Regions from separate parts of the Podarcis muralis genome. Here region 1 is linked to region 2. Evidence: chromatin contacts called from public Hi-C data. All regions are on one chromosome and are shown on one strand. Each heading gives the region's core, a stretch centred on a gene start, on an enhancer-like site or on the middle of the called end of the contact. The rest is flanking DNA. Distances are from core to core; before and after follow the strand shown.

What was found. A called contact is a pair of places that touch in the nucleus more often than the background predicts.
Region 1: a contact with region 2 is called in a Hi-C map of tail, with 3 times the contacts expected there. The contact joins the promoter of PTEN here to the promoter of RNLS in region 2. A contact is called at or near these places in 2 of 3 Hi-C or Micro-C datasets (blood and tail).

Annotation. Positions count from the first base shown.
Region 1 is chr6:65,462,018-65,465,003 of rPodMur119.hap1.1, forward strand. PTEN (phosphatase and tensin homolog) reads right to left here and starts at 1,545. Exons shown (of 9, transcript XM_028729680.2): 1 at 552-1,545. The coding sequence starts at 630.
Region 2 is chr6:65,227,184-65,230,313 of rPodMur119.hap1.1, forward strand. It overlaps RNLS (renalase, FAD dependent amine oxidase), which reads left to right and starts at 1,711. Exons shown (of 7, transcript XM_028729682.2): 1 at 1,711-1,880; 2 at 2,901-3,006. The coding sequence starts at 1,760.

The DNA of each region.
Region 1 (2,986 bases), core at 295-2,794, 230 kb after region 2:
TGCATTTTCTATACTCCAAAAAGGAGCATTTTCCAGAAGACAAAAGGAATTACAAACTAACCAACCAGATCTTTGTCACTGTAACTGGTAAAGTCTTAAACAGATGAAGCTGCAATCCTAGATTGCACTACACCATGTATCGCATTATACAAAAGACACTGAAAGAAACATGCTAGATAATCGCTGCATAATTCTGATGCAACAGCTGTATGTGCACTACTGCTTTCCACTTGAATTTCATCTCTACCTTTTAGTGCCAGGCCTAGGCCTGAGCCTGCCAGATTCTAGCTGCTGCAAATCAGCGAGGGGGGAGGGGAGCCGAGGCAGGGGGGAATCACAGCAGCTTTTTGGGAAGAATTGCCTAAGGGGGAGAGAGAAAGCGATGAGGGACAGGGGGACACAGGTCTCCCTTTGACTGAGGGTGGGGGTGGGGAGTACAGGGAGGGTGGGGGGAATTTAAGACATATGGGTTCCACCTCCCCTAAGGAAGAAGAAAAAATGAAAAGCGTCCCCGGCCCAGCCAGGCCAGGCCTGCACAAAATTTGGGATACAGGTCAGGTCTAAATCGAAGCCATCCTCCTGGTATCGCCTTTTGTTCCTGCTGACGATCTCTTTGATGATGGCGGTCATGTCTGGGAGCCGGGAGCCGCTCAGGAACAGCGCGGATAGGCACGGCGGCGGCTGCAGGGCGCAGATGGCTCGGAGCCTCGGCGGAGGAGGCTGTTCCCCCACCTCTCCCCGCCGCCGGTGATGAAGAGGGCGGCCGCGGCGGCGGCTGGAAAGCGATGCTGCTGCTGCTGCTGCTGCTCCTTCTTCGGGCGCTGCGAGGACGGCGGCACCGCGGACAGGGCCCGCTGCTGCTGGTTGCGGCGGCAATTCAGGCGAAGGCCCCGCAGCAGCACAAGGGCCCTGGCCAGAAGGCGGCGGCGGCTGCTGCTGCTGCAAGGAAAGTCCTCCTGCCGCTGCTGCAGCTCCCGCCACTGGCGCGGCTCCCCTCAGCTCAGGCAGGCTATACCTTGAGCGCGGCGGCGGCGGGGGAGAAATGGGGCCCCGAGTCTCCTTAGCGCTGCTGCTGCCTGGCGAGAAAGAGGAACCGCCGCCGCCGCCGCCGCGCTCCCTTTCCCTCTCGCTCGAACGGCGGCGCTCCAGCACAAACGGTGACAGCAGCTCCGCGGCCGCGGAGGGGCTCTGGGCCCCCGGCTGGCTTCCTTCTCTCCGCGCCCCCCGCCGAGCACCGCACCCCGCGTGAACCGGGGCCGGGCGGGCGGGCAGGCGAGCAGGCTGAGGCTTTTCCACTGAAGGCGGCCGGCTTGAAAGTTTCGGTGCTCCTTTGGCTCGCACCTCCGGTGGTTGGGGGGGGGAGGGCAGCAGGCGGGGAAAGGGGGGAAGGAAAGGGAGGGGGAGGCAGCTGGGCCTGGAGGGAGGGAGGGAGGGAAGCGGAGAGGGAAAGAGCAAGCTCAGGTCCTGAGGGGCGCGCGGGGCTGGAGGCTGCCCCGTGTCATTTTCCTTTTCTCTGCTGCCGCCGACGTTATAGTTCCTTCTCCCTCAGTCCATCGGGGCGAGCGCGCTCCCTCGTCGCCTCAGCGCCAGATCTCTGTCACCGCGAGCGAGCGAGCGCCACCCCCCCTCCCTCACACCGCCGCTCCCGCGTCGTCGTCGTCGCCGCTGCTGCTGCTGCCGTCTCCGCCGCGCGCCCGGCTTCCACGAGCGTCACTGCCGTCAGTTCGTCCGACCGTTCCCCGGCCGTTGGGCTGTGGCTCCCGAGCCCCAGCGCCAACCGCCTGAGCTTCAAACTGCCATCATGGCTGCAGTTTCCGAGAGGAGGGGGGTGGAGGAGGAGGAGGAGAATGAGGGAAGGGAAGCAGGGAGGGGGGAAGGGAGAAGAGGGAACGGCAGCGAGAGAGGGAGAAAGAAGCGGGTGGGGGGGGAGACTCAGAGAGAGAGAGAGAGAAAGAGAGAATCGGAGCTACGGCACCACTCCTCGCTTAGGTCCTTCCGCCGTTGCTGCCGCCGCGTACGAAAAAATTAGTTCTCCACCGCCACATCACCGCCTCCTCGGCTCCAGCAGGCTCGCTGCGCGCTCTGGCCAAGTAGCAACCCCCTCCCCCTACCGCCGCCGCCGTCCGGGTTCCTTATAGCGCCTAACGAGAGGAGGCTTGGCTCTTCTCACACGGAAGGGTCTGGCCGAGACATAACCGATCAAAAGGGGGGGGGGGGAGGAACAGGGAGAGCGCGCGCGCACACACACACACGTACTGAGTGGCGGAAGGATACAATAGACTATTGCCTCATTTCAATGACGGGCTAATTCCCTGCGGAGTCACGTGACGAGCGCTAGGAGCGGGGGGACTTCCCGCTTCCCTATCTTCCTAACCACCGCTGCTGCCAGCTTCGACCGCGCTCCTGTGCAGCGACGGGGCTCCCCCCCCCCCCACTTAAGTGGTCAGGTTTTTTGTACTTTAGTAACAGGGACTGGAGATATTAGGCGTTGGCCGTTGCAAATCTTGTCGCTGAAGTCCGGGCCGTTTGCAAATATGGTAGCCAGTGACGGGGGGGGGGGGGTAGCCTGACCTCGCCTGCTCTTGCGCTTTTTGCAGCAGTTTGGTTTTTGTAGAAATCGGCAGGTGCAAGTTTGCAACGGTTATCGCCTGATAACGTCTGCAGATACGTGCGTGTGTGTGCTTTAATGTTGGTAAAATTAACAGATTGGGCCTTGGAAATCTGGTTCCTTCAGCAGCATTATTCGATAGAAAGCGGTGGGCGAAATGGGTGGCTGCGTCGTCCTTTCAGCCGGGGCTCGTTATGTGAGCGTTGGATCCTTACAATGTGGCTCTTAGCCTCCTGCGTGGTGCTGGATCTTTAAAAAATAAAAGTGTTCTTTCTCAGTCCTGTAGACACCTGTAAACTTTTAACAGGGAAGGGTTGCCTTTCGTGGCTTTGCGTGCCTAGTTGCTGATGTCACTCGGCGCTCAAAAAACTGACAGCA
Region 2 (3,130 bases), core at 461-2,960:
CGACTGTAATATATTTAAAATTAAGTAATTTTTCACATGAAACATAAATGCCAATCAACTTTATGTTCTATCTCATATACTGTAAGTAAGCCCACGAATTACATGGGGTTAGGTTCTGGGGATCGCACCTAAAGCCAAAATCCGGTATAACCAAACACTCTAGCTGCAATGGTGGGCAGGTTTGCCAAAGTTTTTTTAGCCAGATGCCTGTCCTCTCCCCGCCCCCCTTTTCTTTTTATGAACTTTTATTTTGCCAAGCACATAAAGCTGAATATGCACAAGTTAAATGCATGCAAGTTGAGGGTGTGTACCATATACCAAAAATCCCCCAACAATTCTAATGTATCAATTACTTCAAAAATGATAAAATTGTCCAAAATATAAAATAAAAGGAAAATATTTTCAGAAATTTATCAGCTATAACAAAAACTAATCTGTATAAAGCTGCGCCTCTCTGAGGTCTCTGCCCCAGGCAACTGTCTAGCTGACCTAATTATAGCACTGGCCCTGTCTTCACCCTATGACGAAAACTAGGCTGTACGCACATTGAAATGTACTCCAGATCCACGGCACTCCCACCACTGGTATGTCAAGCTAAGTACACCTAACACTGGCCACAATCCATATGCATTCTGTTACTTTCTTGAGAAATGCTACTGTTTCGATGCACTTTCTCTCAAACCAGCTTCCACCCGATTTGAAAACGTAAGCTGTGGCTGAGCTGACCTGTGTACATTTGAGACACTGCTGCAAACTATGGTTTGCTCATCTCAAAGCAAGAAACATGCTTAATGCAACTGAGCTGTGAACTTTTCTTGGAACGTTTTAATGTATGTTACACTGAGTATTGTGAGTTACAGATAGGTAGCCGTGTTGGTCTGCCATAGTCAAAACAAAAAAAATAGTCAAAATAGATAGGTAGCCGTGTTGGTCTGCCATAGTCAAAACAAAACAAAAACAAAAAAAAAGATATCTGAAGAAGTGTGCATGCACACGAAAGCTCATACCAAGAACTAACTTAGTTGGTCTTTAAGGTGCTACTGGAAGGAATTTTTTTTTGTTTTGAGTATTGTGAAATATTCTTAATATTGAGATGTGTCACTATTACATATGAAGATGCTTCTGTAATTTATATATATATTCTTTTTTTAAAAAATCGCATGCATCTTTCATTATATTTCTTCGTTTCCTTTCCAGTCAGGACAAGGCTGCCCAGGACCCCCACCCATGAGGCAAGGGGAGGCAAGGTGACCTCAGGCGGCAGGATGCACAGCAGCAACAGATCCTATTGTATATTTTCATTCCCCTGCTTGTTCCTGATTTAGATCTTCACTCCCCGCCTTCTTCCCCTGTGGGGAGTGGGGCACTCTTTTGTGGTTTACCCCAGGTGCCAAAATGTCTTGGGCAGGCCCTGCGTCGGTAATTAAGTATGTAATTTGGTTCTGGTGCGCAATCCAACTGAACAGGGAGCGGGGGGTGTTTTTGCACAAAACAGGGTTCCTATGCACGCTTCCCAACTTGGAGAAATTAAGGTCCTTTTCCTGCCTCCTCCACCGAGAAGGCCGCCTCTGAGGAACCTCCGCGCTCGCAGTGGCACCAGGACCGGGGAACAAGCTACCAAGCAGCGGCTGCCTTCTCGAGGAAGCGGCGCGATCTCCCTCTGCCGGCGGCCCGCAGCGAGTCGGCTCCGCCTCCCGGTTGCACAAGCAACCCAGGAAGAGGGAGAGGATCCCACCCCCATCCGCCGGCCGGTCCTGCCATGGCGCGGGTTCTGATTGTGGGCGCGGGGCTGACGGGCAGCCTGTGCGCTGCGCTTTTGCGCAGGGAGCTGCCGCAGCGCCTCCTGCGCATCGTGCTGTGGGACAAGGCGCGCGGCGCAGGTGGGTCTCTCTCGTCTTCGGCCGTAGTAGATCCTGTCGGGTAAAAGAATTTAAAAATAAAAATAAACCGGGCAGGCAGGCTGCGGGATCTGGGAAGGCTGGCAGGAGAATAAACGCGCCCAAGTTCCGCTTCTCTACATGAGCACGCTGCAAAGTGTCCGCCCTAATTCTTTGCACGTTGACTCAGAGGCAAGTCCCGCCGTGTTCCTTGGGACTCGCAGGTAATTTTGCACAGCGTCTGTGGCCGTCCTGCCGCGCCGTCCTAAACTAAAAAAAAAAGTTGAGCGAGTCCCGGCGGTAAATGCGTTAAGCATAGCGCACGCCTTCAGAATACGTCCTCCCATGCAGGGCTTATTTCCGAGGCAGAGTGCATTATGCTCAAGCTTGGATAAAGGTAGATCGGGATCTGCTAATAGATCTGCGGCTGATTTGCCAAGGGAGCGTCAAGGATTTCTTACTCACCGTTGTTTTAATAAAATGACGCAAGCGCTTTCCAAATTAGACCGCAGAAAACTCGAGTTAGCCGGACTCGATTTTTGTGTGGAAGAGCTGTTGTTGTGCTTCAACCCTCTACATCGCTTAGGTATATGTATAGGTTTGTAGAGTCTGTCAGTCAATCAATCATTCAATGAATGCGTGTCCTTTGCACCTAGCTGCAGCTAGTGGATTTGGGGTGGAGGGAAAACACAAGAACCCTGAAGTCTGTTCTCCCCCGATATACACGATGAAAAATCCCATTCCGGACGAAGCTGGGGTTGTTGGGTCTTTATAACTTGGAACCGGATTCCTAAGCAGACAGCTTTAGGCAGCAATCCTATAGATGCACTTATCTGGGATTGAGCTCTTAATTAAGCGCTAGGCAACAAACCATCGCCCCCTGCTCGGAATGACTTGACCATACCCCTGCCGCTTCCCAGTTACTAGGCGCCACTGGCTTATTTTGCCCCACGGAGGAAGCTGATTGGATACGCGCGGCTGTGCTTTAAAAAACTTCTTGTCTCCACGCACGTGATTTTTAAGGGGGAAGAATGGCTACAAGCCGCAGCACTCAGGATCCGAAATGCACGGCAGATCTAGGAGCCCAGTACGTCACTCGGATGCCCGAATATGCCAAAAAGCATCAAGGGTGAGCGGGGGAAATGAATGACAACGGGCTGGGTTTCTCTTTGGGGGAGTGGGGGGGTTCATATGTCAAGGGTGAGACCTGCCAATACTGTTTCAGCAACCCGTGGTTATTGATTACATTGCAA